Regions from separate parts of the Danio rerio genome. Here region 1 is linked to region 2. Evidence: chromatin contacts called from public Hi-C data. All regions are on one chromosome and are shown on one strand. The core of a region is the stretch at or near the end of the contact, and the rest is flanking DNA. Distances in the headings are between cores, read along the strand shown. Region 1 overlaps igf1ra (insulin-like growth factor 1a receptor). Region 2 holds the start of ttc23 (tetratricopeptide repeat domain 23).

Region 1 (6,713 bases), core at 2,560-5,059, 110 kb after region 2:
AAGTGTTCTCTAATCCTTTTAAACACACAGCCATGGTGAGTGGAAGCAGGATGTTATTCATTATTTGGATTGCCACCAAAAGGGGGCACCCAAAGCAAACTGCTCCTCCATCCCCACACAGAGAGATGATCCCTCAATGAGGAAATATTTCAGACATGCGGGCCTTCTGGTGCAAAGGAGGACGCTTAGGGCTGACTGAAGAATGAACCATTAAAACAGAAACACAGTATCCCGATCAGGACGATAAAGCAAGAATATGTTCTTTTATTTATAGTTGGTGGCAATGGCGCACCTATTTCCACACTGCAGGGCTCTATGCTCAGCTATGCCAGGCATGGAGGATTTCCACTACGTCACAATAGGGCTGCACTGCCTAACTAGGAAGGTAATGGTGCATCAAAACACACTACATCTAAAGAACACATTTAAAGCAACATTTAACCCCAAAAGGATTTTGCACATCAGGCCATTCAAGATATTGGCTATTTTCCTCTTCAGTAGAATATTAAAGAGGGTCTATCATCCTCACAACCACCAAGAACAACCAAGCAACCAAACGGCAACACTTTAGCAACCACACAGGACACCGTAGTAACCACAGAACACTCTAGTAGCAAACAGTTACAAAACCTTAGCAACTTCAATCAACATCCTAGCAAACTCCCAGAATATCCTAGTAAATTAGCATTGTGGGTAATGTAGTTTTATACACCACAAAATGGCCGTTAAAAATGTACAATTTTGAAATGAGCTGCAAGTTTGTAAACAGAAGCCTTGCCGCCTCTGATTGGTGAAATTTGCAGCCAGTGCCATTGTGGGTAATGTAGTTTATCCACCACAAAATCGCCAAATAAAAATGTAGTTTTAAAATAAGCTGCAATTTTGTGAACAGATGCCTTGCTCCCTCTGATTGGTGGAATCAGCTGCAGCAATGTGGGTAATGTAGTTTACCCACCACAAAATGTGCTATTTAATAAGCACAACTTTGACATAAGTTGCAGTTTCATAATCACTTGCCTTGCTCCCTCTGATTGGTAGAATTTGCAGCCATGCAGCAGCATTGTGGGTAATGTAGTTTATCCACCACAAAATCGGCTATTAAAAATGTACAGTTTTAAAATAAGATGCCTTGCTCCCTCTGATTGGTGGAATTTGAAGCCAGCAGCGTTGTGGGTAATTTAGTTCATCTACTATAAAAACGGCTAATAAAATGTACAATTTTAATAAAAGTTACACATTTTGTGAACAGATTGGTGGAATCTGCTGCATCATTGTGGTTAATGTAGTTTATCCACCACAAATTCTGCTATTTAATATGCACAACTTTGAAATAAGCCGCAATCTTGTGAACAGATGCCTTGCACCCTCTGATTGGTTGAATTTGATGCAGGATTGTTGGTAATGTTGTTTAGTCACCACAAAATTTGCTAATAAAATGTACAATTTTAAAATAAGTTGCAATGATGTGGACATATGTCTCGACCGTTGTTTACAAAGTCTCAATAACTTAAAAATAAGTTTCCCTAGAAGGAAAATGGACACAATTGTTATGTCCGGAATCAGCCTGTCGTTCTCCAAACCATGAAAATAACTCTCTAAACATGAAGGTTACACATTATCTGGCCTGTTTATTGAAGCGGCACACTAGCGCAGGGCCCTGTGGCGTGACGGTCCTGATGTGACTGACCCTGTCTGCTCTTTTAAACAGTCATGAGGGACACAAGCACTCGCTGACCAGCCCTCCCTTTTCCTCCTGTCTGTGAGAGCCGTCGCTCAGACCACATGCACACTGCACCACGACACAAAAGTCCTCAGAAATGACATCTGGACTCATTATATAAAAGGTTAAACACAATATCTTCTGTATGGACGCAATTTTTTTAAGAGGAATGTGGTCAAAACAGCGTTATTATCCCCGCACGAACCCACTGACACACTTGGATGACGCTCTGTCTTAGGGTCTTAACTCAGTGGGCTGTGTGAAGAATAACTCGAATGTTGAAAACGGGTAATCTCAGAGCAGAATGTTAATCCTCTTGGGCTCGGCACCAGCCACAAAAACACATTTCAGGACAAAAAACGAAAACACGAGGGGATATTTTGCTTAAATTATATGATTCCTTCACTAGTGCAGTTTATTGTTTTGTTTCAATGTCAGCCATTTCTGTCTCCTTTTTTCATTAATGCATCATGTGCTGCTTGGATCACAGTTTAATGTGCTTCAATAGCATTCCCTAAAGCTGAAAAAAATGCTTGTGCGTCATGCTGCTATAGCACATGCGCATGTAGGGGGAGAAAAAAAAAAGGCTAGCCAGTCTTGAATTCCATAACACTCAAACGCAGCGCTGGAGCGAACGCAAGCCGTATGCCTAAATGACAGATTCATGCATCTGAAGGCAGATCTGACTCGAGGAGGGTTGAGGGATGTTTGTAATCTTAGATTTGGGATAATGTGACCCGGCGGCGAGAGGCCCCGGTGCAGGCAGACTAGCAAACGTCTCCTCTATGGTGCAAAACAAATCCACTGAGGGGAGACACAATAATGCAGACAGCCACCCTTATGCTGAGGCAACGAGCGTGTGTCTGGAGTCGTGCACGATGCACGTTTTGCAATAAAATATTGAGCATTGCTTAAATGGATATTGCTTCGCATCAGTTTTCTGATCATGCAAGATGCAGATGGATTTGTTAAGCAGTACTAGGATGTTTATAAAGGCTGAGGTGTCTAGACTGCAGCCATGCATTACGAAATCTAGATTCTTGAGGATTAATAACAACATAAGGGTGTGTAAAGATGATTAGGCAGAAACAATTATGAATTATGTTCAGTGGAACTGTATATAACGTTCTTCCTATGACTAATAATACTGTATATAATATAATATAATATAATATAATATAATATAATATAATAGGTCTTTTATAGCAATAACCAACCAATAACACTAAACAAATGTATAATTATTGTGCTTAATTGTTCTTCCCAAGCAACGATAAAAATCAAATTTTACTCATTGATTTAATTATAATGTATAAAACAATACATAAATACATAGGTAATACAGAAACATATAATAATGTAACATAATAATATCTAGTTGTTGCTTTCTAGAGGTTATGACTTACGTTAACAAAAAAAAAGATCGATATTGTTAGCATTATTAGAACCATTAATAATAATTATTAATAACTATAATAATGATTGTTACCTGTGTCTGAATGTGCATCATTTACTCAGCCCTACTTATATGAATGAAATTTATAATGTTTTTATACAATTATTATTTTGAAAATATTATTACAGGTTTTCATGCATGCGCAAAGATTATGTGAACATAAAAATAAAATAAAAATAAAATATTTTCTATTTTGTTGTTATAGATAAAAACATCAGGAATGTGAGTGAATGATTATCTGAAAGAAATAAAATATATGATAAAAATGAGAAAACAGTGTAAAACAAGTTTTAATAACATTAGATCCTTGAATATAATATAATATAATATCATATAACATAATATAATATCATATAACATAATATAATATAATATAATATAATATAATATAATATAATATAATATAATATAATATAATATAATATAATATAATATATAAATCTGTCTTTCACAAAACATTCTTCACAGACTTTAGGTTAAAAAAAAATGAAATGCTCAACACTACAAATAACCCTAGGAAAGAATATCTATTCATCATCACTGCTGTTACTGTAACTCAACTGTCTGATGTCTGAACTTACCATCAGCACAGCATGTTTTGATAGTAAATGCTGACGGGGCGGGGCTAGGTTGTGAACAGCTGGACCGATATGAGAGCAGAGGGGGTGGGACCACAATGATTGGCATGTCATTGACTGAAGTAGAGAAGTGGTAAACAAGTCCTGCTGGTGTGGGTAGAGGGAGGATAAGCAATGTAACAATCACATATGCACTTCATCCGATGGCTAGACTGCTCTACTTGACAGTGTGTGTGTGTCTGTAGTATATATATATATATATATATATATATATATATATATATATATATAAACTAAAAAGTGAAAAAATATATTGTTTTTTTACTTTGACAAAGCAAATATTTAAAAAAAAGGATTATATTTGGAATCTTTTTAGCTACTTTTTATTTTTAAATTTTCATTTTGATCTTACAGTAGCTCAAGCAAAGGTATAGCAAATTTGGTTTTACTTTTAACTACAATAAACTTAATATTACATTATAGCTACATATATAATTAAGAATTATTAGTATTAGATTAATATTTGTATAAGCAGTAAATCTATTAATTTTAGAATTATTTTTTAATCAAAAAAGATTGTTAAGATATGACAAAATATGCAACAATTGTTTTGACTTCAGTTCTCTTTTTTTTCTACTTGCACTGTAAAAAACTGGACCTTAAATTTACAGTAAATTACTGGCTAATAATTGCATTACTTTCACAGTAAAATATATTATGTAAATTCACAACAAATTACTATTACTACTAAAAAGCTACAAAAAAGTAAACAAAAATTAAATGTTTCAATTAATGAATCTGAGTTTTTAAAATGTAAATACTGCTGCACGTTGTTGGAAAAATTACGCATAGCGATATTTTTTTATTACAGGTATAAAGTAATTGAATAATCAAATGTAAAATAATACTGCAAAGTTTTCGTTTTATAAACAATTCCATAAAATTAATCATAATAATTTTTCAAATGCCTGAATGCATTTAAAACCAGCACACAGCCACAGGCCTCAAAAAACACAAATTATAATCCAGACTCAACATTGCATATACTTGCGATGTGACCATTTTGAATGATCACATTACGATATCAATGCTGAAACGATATATAAATGACTGTCACTTGACAAATAGAGGACTACGCATCGCATATTCAAGGCAAAAACTAGGATAACGCAAAGAAAAAGTTTGGGCACCTCTTCTTTACATAATTTTTAAAAATGTTGTTTGTTCAAACTGGGGCAACGCGGTGGCGCAGTATGTAGTGCTGTTGCCTCACAGTAAGAAGGTCGCTGGTTCGAGCCTCAGCTGGGTCAGTTGCATTTCTCTGTGGAGTTTTCATGTTCTCGTGGGTTTCCTCCGGGTGCTCCGGTTTCCCCCACAAGTCCAAAGACATGCGGACAGGTGAATTGGGTAAGCTAAAAAATTTCCGAATGTGTATGTGTGTGAATGAGAGTGTATGGATGTTTCCCAGAGATGGGTAGCTGGATAAGTTGGTGGTTCATTCGGCTGTGGCGATCCCAGATTAATAAAGGCACTAAGCTGAGAAGAAAATGAATGAATGAATGTTTGTTTTAAACTACTTATTTAAAATGAGCTGAAACAACACAATTCTTGAGGGTTTTTTTCTTTGGCGACAACCTAATTGCTTTATGTTCAATCCACTTAAATTTGTAAAACCTAACAAGTAAACTTAATTCCTTCATGTTCCCCCCAACACAAATTGATCTTGTGGAACCCAGTATTTTTTACAGTAATGATTAAAAAATTGAAACAAACCCTCAGACTCATTCCAAAGGATCTTCAACAGCAATATCCCGTACATCATCAAGTCTGCTAGCGAGCCTAAAGCGTTCACGTGTGTTTCAGCATGTGCTCTCTCAAACACTCTCCGGTTACACTGCTCGACCACCGCCACCCCAAAGCAGACCTGCGGTCCGACCCCTCACTCCATCAAGCCACATCCTCATATCCGGAAACACAATTCCACTCGGGATCATTGGAGACACTCAAAGAACCACAACAACACACAGGGGTGGATGTTTCCTTCGCTCAATCCCACAAGACCCATGAACCACATGAGGAAAACCAACAGACACACAGCCTGCTTCTGCAAACAGGTCACTGGTGGCGGCGCTTTCACAGAAACAATGGAAAGAGAAAGAGACCGAGGAAAATAACAAAATAGAAATGGTTTTTAAACAGACAAATAATAATATGAGAACATGTCCGTCCTGGCGTGTTTTATTTTAAGCGCAAATAATTTGTCTTAAATGATCATAAACACGAAAGTGTTACAAAAGTAATCGAATGCTTTCATTATAGATCTGTGGATTCTTAAAGTGACAGGTCTGTTATCAAACAAAACAGTGGATCAAAATAAGAGGCTAAATCCTCTTCACTAAAAACTGTAATAACTTTAGTCAATAATTAAACAGTGAATAAAAAGTTATTGAAATTTTATAAGTTAATTTAATTTCTGTATAGGCCAATGATTTTAATAGGCTAAAACTTTTATTTTCCATATTATTTAATGTCTGCTACATATTCTATCAATTGAAGCTAATTTAGGATTATATATACAATTAAACTGCTCTGAATGAACAGATTAAGGAGTTTGGGGTCATTTAAGAAGTTGTTGTTGGTGGTCATCCCATCTTTTTACATCCCAATGGTAACAGGTATGGGAATATAGTGTGAATAGTTTGTTGACGCAGTGTTGTAAAGCAAATATATGTACACAACAAGGAACTCCATATATGGACTGTAATGCATCTACACAAAATTGTTTGAAATGTGTTATGGGGAAGAAAAATAACTACTCACGATAAAGCGAAGCATTCATTTTCAATTGATATGCACTAAAAAATTATGTTTGCTGCTTATTTAACCAGTTAAACTGGCTTGCCATATCCAAATTTAAAAGCTTCCCAAATCCCAAATTTAAAAGCTACATATGCAGAGG
Region 2 (6,171 bases), core at 1,128-3,627:
CCACCAAATGGAGAAATATAATTTCTGTTATTTGTTGTTTGTTTTCCCAGTGATGGATTGCAGCTGAAAAGGCATCCGCTGTGTAAAAACATATGCTGGATAGGTTGGCGGTTCATTCCGCTGTGGTGACTCCTGATAACAGTTTTTCTCAGTCGCTTTGGTGCATTTCTCACAACACTATTTACATTTGCACAGCAGTCAATGCATTTCTCAAAACAATTAGTACAAATTGCAAAACCTAGCTGATAACCTGCATTATTCCTCAAAAGCAAGTATTCCAGTCAAATGGCTTTATCATGTTTGCATTATGACAGTGTACTCTGCACATTTTTTTCTAGTGCAAAAAAAGTCAGATTTTGGTGACACTTCCTGAAAATGCTCAAGACAGCACTATATACTATTTGTACAGCCATTTGAAAACTGCAGTAAAGTTAGACATCACTGCATTTAGTGAGGTATCTGAGTACAAGACACTGAAAATGTAGGTTTCACATTTTTACTGCATTTGCTCTTTGAAATTCTAAACTATTCACAGCAATATGCAAAAGAATAAACACAGCCTTATTTACAACAAACATAAACTTCCTTTGGGTAGAGCTGTGCACAACTGTAAACAATTTAGCAGTACATATTGGAACTGAACTTTCAACATACACAGGTCTGTAAATCATTCATGAAATTGTTCAGTTTAGAAGACATTTTCAAGAAAAAAAATTACAATTTTTATAAATTATTTTAACAGATTTTGACAACTAGTTCAACATTTTTGTATGTAATGACTCGAGTAATGAAATGAGGTCTATTAGTTTAATATGGAATGACTATTCAGCATTCACAGGTTTAGTTCATTTTGACTGACATGACATAAGCAAATGATGATTTTATAAAATAGCAGAGAGTTGTATAAGCAATTAATGCATGTCCAAATGCATCTGCAATTTGTTGAAAATAATGAGAAACTACTATGAAACTACTATGCTACTATGATGTGCACAAATGACTAATTGTTTTGAGAAATGCATTAACTGTTGTGCAAATGTAAATAGTGTTGTGAGAAATGCACAAAAGCCACTGGGAAAAACTGTAATATCTTAAATGAATTGCTCACTGTCCTTAAATGTTTCAGTCTTAAATATTTTTTAAGTGGTATTAAACCCTCAAGACGACTGAATGCTCAAGGTTGTAATTGGATACCTTTGTTGTTTTGCAGGCTATATAAGACCTGTTCATAATGCACTGCATGTCAGCTACCCACAATGTGGGCTTATGATAATGTGGTTCATGTTTTTTTCAAAATAGATGGCCATTTGCAATACATATACTCAGCAATGGGGTTTTAGTTTATTTATAGGCTACACAATCCCATTGAAATCCAATTTATTATCAGAATCAGAAAGAGCTGTATTGGGATGTTTACACATACAAGCAACTTGTATTCATGTATTCTGTTTCCATAGTTCAACAGAATGAGAGTACTGGACAAAAAAAATCACAGATAATAAAGGCATTAAGAAAGAAAGTAGTAAATAGAGAATAAAAATATTTTACAAAATTGAAAAATGTATGAACAGGTATATCACTATATACAATATTGTCTGTAATTTATTTATGTATAATTTAAAGTATTTATAATAAACTCTGCTGTCAACATGCATAAACGGTTTTTCTTTCTGCCATAAATATAAATGGATAACCTAACTATAGGTAACCTAATAAAGTCCTTCAGGTTAGCACTCCCTCGGTTAACAATTTAGCAATTTTACTAAAAACTATTAACAAAGACGCTGAGCGGTGTGGTGGCTTTGAATTAGGTAAGCTAAATTGTCCATAGTGTATGTGTGTGAATGAGAGTGTATGAATGTTTCCCAGTACTGTGTTGCAGCTCGAAAGGCATCCTCTGTGTTAAACATATGCTGGATAAGTTGGCAGTCCATTCCGCTGTGGCGACCCCTGATTAATAAAGGGACTAAGCCGAAAAGAAAATTAATGAATGAATTAACAAAGACTATAGGACACTTAATATTTAGTAGGCTACTTAAATGGGACCTTTTTTCTATAAATGCAGTATTATTGTAAATGTTAAAAATTTGATAAACGCATAAGATATTGAATTAGATAATCATAAATTATTACTATTTTTACGAGGTACTACATTTTAAATATTCAATTATAAATGAGCAATTTCCAACATGTACATTATTGGAAAGATTTAAAATACTTCTGAAGAAATTTACTGCTAAAAATATAAAGGTTCAGATGTATGTAAGAACAGAAGCATTATGGCGTTAAAATGCTCAATTATTATTTATCAATGTAGTGACTTGAGAGTCACATGACCCGCCCATGTGTAGGAATCAGCCAATCACAGCGTTTGTTTGGGTTTCGTGATAGTCGTTTCTCGGTTGCACAGGCACAGCTCTGACTTCCAGTGTGCCTGAAAAGATCGTTGCAGTCTTTGAAGAGCAATATAAAAGAGAAATCATTCTTACCATCAATCAAAAGCCGGCTTGTACTGTAATTTGACTGCTCAGTGTCATTTGCCTTCGCCATTAAAATGAGCCTGGCACCGCACAGCGGACCGTTTGGCGCATCACAGCAGGACTGCTCAGTCACTGCGCTGGATGAATCGTATGTATTCATTTTTCTAATAGTTCAGTCAAAAACGGAACATTCTCTTATTATTTTCTCTTTCTAGTCGTTTAAAACCAGTTTGACATTATTTGGTCTGTGGGAAAACAAAATGAGGGGTCAGAATGAGATTGTTAGGGACTCCTCAGCTCTCAGCTCAACTCCTACTCTGACCAATTTCTCATTCAGATGCAGAAGTGCCATCTGAAATTGTCTTCTAAAACACACTTTTTCTTTTAGTTTTCTGTATGTAGGTTTTGTGATTTCACTTTAATAGCAGAGAATAGATTTTTTATTATCTTTAAAAAGTGAATTAGGTTTACAGAAACATGAGAGGCTGTGGTAATATATAGAGGTAAAGTTGGTTTTATATTCGCACATTCAGACTTTCCCCTTAATAATAAAAATTTATAAAAGTATTATTTGCAAACTCTAAACAGTGAAATCATATTACCCGCCAATGACTATCAAAGTACAACATTGTTCACAGTCAAACAAACAGTGTTAATGTTGTTTTCAAGTCACACTTGCATGCTAATTCCAATCGAATATTCAAAGTAACATGGTAAACAGTATAGAGACTTCTAAATGAATGAATATGTGAATATAAAATCAACTTTAACTTTACCGCTATTGGAAATATGCATTTTAGAAGAAAAAAATCAAATGGTACTTAATTTTTTTTTTTACATCCGAACTCCATGCAGTGAAAGGGGGATGTTTCTCAACACCTAATATTGTAGGTATAATTCATCATGTTTTGAAAAACTGCTTAGCTCAGAACTTTTGCAGATTCACCAGCTTCAACATGAGCAGCAGTGGCAGTTCTGGAGAATACCTTCAGGAAGCAGATTCAACAATAATCTCACAGAAAGAAGATGGAAAGAATTACAGCATGATTACTCCTGCAGAGAAACTATCTCTTTGTGAGAGACGGGCTCATTCTTTTGCTGATAGTGAAGAGGTATGCATAGAATAATACTGTGCTCTGCAATATATAAATTATGCGTTAGGTAACCATATTAGTCCCACAGCATATCAATAATACATTATCATAATAAAAAAAATCACACCAGGCATGTTCACAATAATGTATTCTCTCTATCTCTTTTAAATACTTCTATAGAATCATGGTATTTTCATTTGTCTAGTAGTTGATTGTTTGATATTTGTTTGACCTTGCAGTATGACCCATGTATCCAAGAGCTTATCCGCTGCCTGGCACTGAGCAGACTGGTTTATGGAAATGAGCATTTTGCAGTGGCCCAAGCCCAGTCAAGACTAGCTAAAGCTTACTTGCAATACAAAGGTAAAATTATTAAAGGGACAGTTCACCCCAAAAAATTGCTGTTTATTTTATCTCAGGTCCTTTGATTACACAGTTGTTTCAGCACGGACAAATGGAAAATCTACTATTTTAAAATTGCAAGAACGAGTTATCTAAATTTGTTAATGTGTGATGATTTTGGCTTTGAATTAATATTATTTGTTTGTGCGTAAATTTGATTAATATTGGTTTTATATATTCTGAAGTGATTTACCTGATTTAAATGTTATTATATCTTACGTTATTTATATCTTACTTATAGTCTTTATATTTATATATTATATGGAAACTAATTTTATATTTTATCACCTGTTGATTGCATTGTAAAGTGTTTTAATATGTATTGTGCCTGGGCCTGGAAATATAAGTGTGTTTGGTTTATGCGTTGAGCAAAAATATGTTGAAGTTAAAGCTTGTTTGCTTTGTTTCTGTTTTTTCCCCCTTTTTAATGCATTGATTTAGAACATTTGATTTTGGTTTACTTGATTTATTCATACATTTGTTGAATAGTAATTTTTTTCATAAATGAAATTATTTTAATAACTGTAGTGGGGTTTTCTAACCCTGGCGTCCAACCCATTTTATTAGCCAAATAAATACCGCTACAACATTAGTATCTGTCATGACTGCTGTTTAGACTATTGAGAAAATACACAACTGATTATTAGCCAAGGCTGCGGATTGAAGATAATAATGTTGTAAAAATGTACAGTTCCTTGCATCATTTAGCTTCATTAGTGTTTTTTCACTCAATTTACTGATAGCTGTTGACTTGCATTTTATGAATTACTAAAGATTACGCTTTCAGCTGAAATCTTTTTTCATGTTCTACTGAAGAAAAATAGCATTTTTTACATGAGTGTGAGTAAATTAATAGCCAAAAAAAGTCTGAACCTTTATTTATGTAATGCATTTAAATACATATAAATAAGAATAATGAACATCAAACATATTATCATTGAAACAAAACTACTCTGTTTGTCCTTCTCGTTTTCCAGGATGGGCACATCAAGCACAGGAACATGCATCGCAAGCACATGAAGTACTCAGTTTGTGTCAGCAGGAGGAGAGATTGAGCTGCCTTAACTGCTTTCTTTCCATACATCAAACTCATGGAAGTGCTGCTCTGCATCTTGGAAAATATCCTTGTTTACAAAAGCATTCATATTCATATATTATATTCTTAAGAGCATCTTTTAGGGATATAATATGTGTATTTGACATTATTAAACTTTGCCTTTGGAGTAGAAAAGAGTGGATAATTTGTCAAATGGACTGTTGTTCCAGATAAAAGTTCAGTTATAGGTTAATTGACCTGTTATGAGTTCTTAACTATGTGAACTTTAGCAGAAGCCGAGTCAAGCTTTCAGAAGGCAGAGATCGTCTTAGGAGACATAGTAGCACAAGAAGCCACTGGAAAGGAGGACAGACTGGCCACGGAGTATGAAATATTTACAAATTTAGCAAGGTAATTGAGCACTTTTATTTGGATTATTGTTTTGTCCGGCTGTAATATCATAGCTGAAATACCAAAAGGCACAATATAACAAAAAATTATTGCATTTTTTGAGAAGTACTGAAGTGTTTGCCTTTCTTTTAATCCTTTTATTTTCTTTCTTTTATTTTGATACCCTGCATAAATGTTCAAATCTAAAACTAAAACAAAAGAGACTAATTTTGTATTTGTCCTTAGAGACATCATAATCACTTTGCACTGTCTGTTTATGAAATAATAAACACATGAAGTTAGTTGTCTACAGGCTTAAAATATAGCATTGAAGTCGAGTCTACATTGATATTTTCACAAAGCTCTACAGTGAATCACATGCTGTGGTCTATTTATTTCTTTTGACTTTCAAGTTTCAAATATCAGGTTCAGATTTAAACCCATGTTTTCCTGGCATCACTCCCAAGTTAACTCTGGCACATGTTTAACCAGGAAAATACTTTTATATATGCATCTGAGTTTGTTGCTATGATAGATGTTGTTGTATTTAAGAGCTTTTGGAAAACAAAGTAATGATTACACAAACCTCCTGCATTTCAATAGGACTGCAAGCTAAAACTAAAACAGTATAAACAAATCCAAGTTTTCACCACAAGGTGGTGCTCCTCGTCCACAAAACATCTTAACAGCATTACAATAGAATGCCAAATTTCACACACACATGCCTGATTCTTGACCATTGCTTTTTTTGAATGACAGAGAAACCAAT

Evidence for each region. A called contact is a pair of places that touch in the nucleus more often than the background predicts.
Region 1: a contact with region 2 is called in a Hi-C map of an unstated tissue, with 2.3 times the contacts expected there. The contact joins the enhancer-like site here to the promoter of ttc23 in region 2. A contact is called at or near these places in 2 of 18 Hi-C or Micro-C datasets (caudal fin and an unstated tissue).

The regions. Positions count from the first base shown.
Region 1 is chr18:22,324,317-22,331,029 of GRCz12tu, forward strand. The region is part of intron 2 of igf1ra (insulin-like growth factor 1a receptor); the gene reads right to left. Among named protein-coding and RNA genes, the nearest start is that of synm, 69 kb to the left of the region's middle. Within about 2 kb of position 3,810, at least 27 of the 62 cell types and tissues checked have an H3K27ac peak or open chromatin away from gene starts, as enhancers often do.
Region 2 is chr18:22,211,877-22,218,047 of GRCz12tu, forward strand. ttc23 (tetratricopeptide repeat domain 23) reads left to right here and starts at 2,378. Exons shown (of 11, transcript XM_073930314.1): 1 at 2,378-2,628; 2 at 3,421-3,592; 3 at 3,814-3,937; 4 at 4,954-5,095; 5 at 5,298-5,423. The coding sequence starts at 2,555.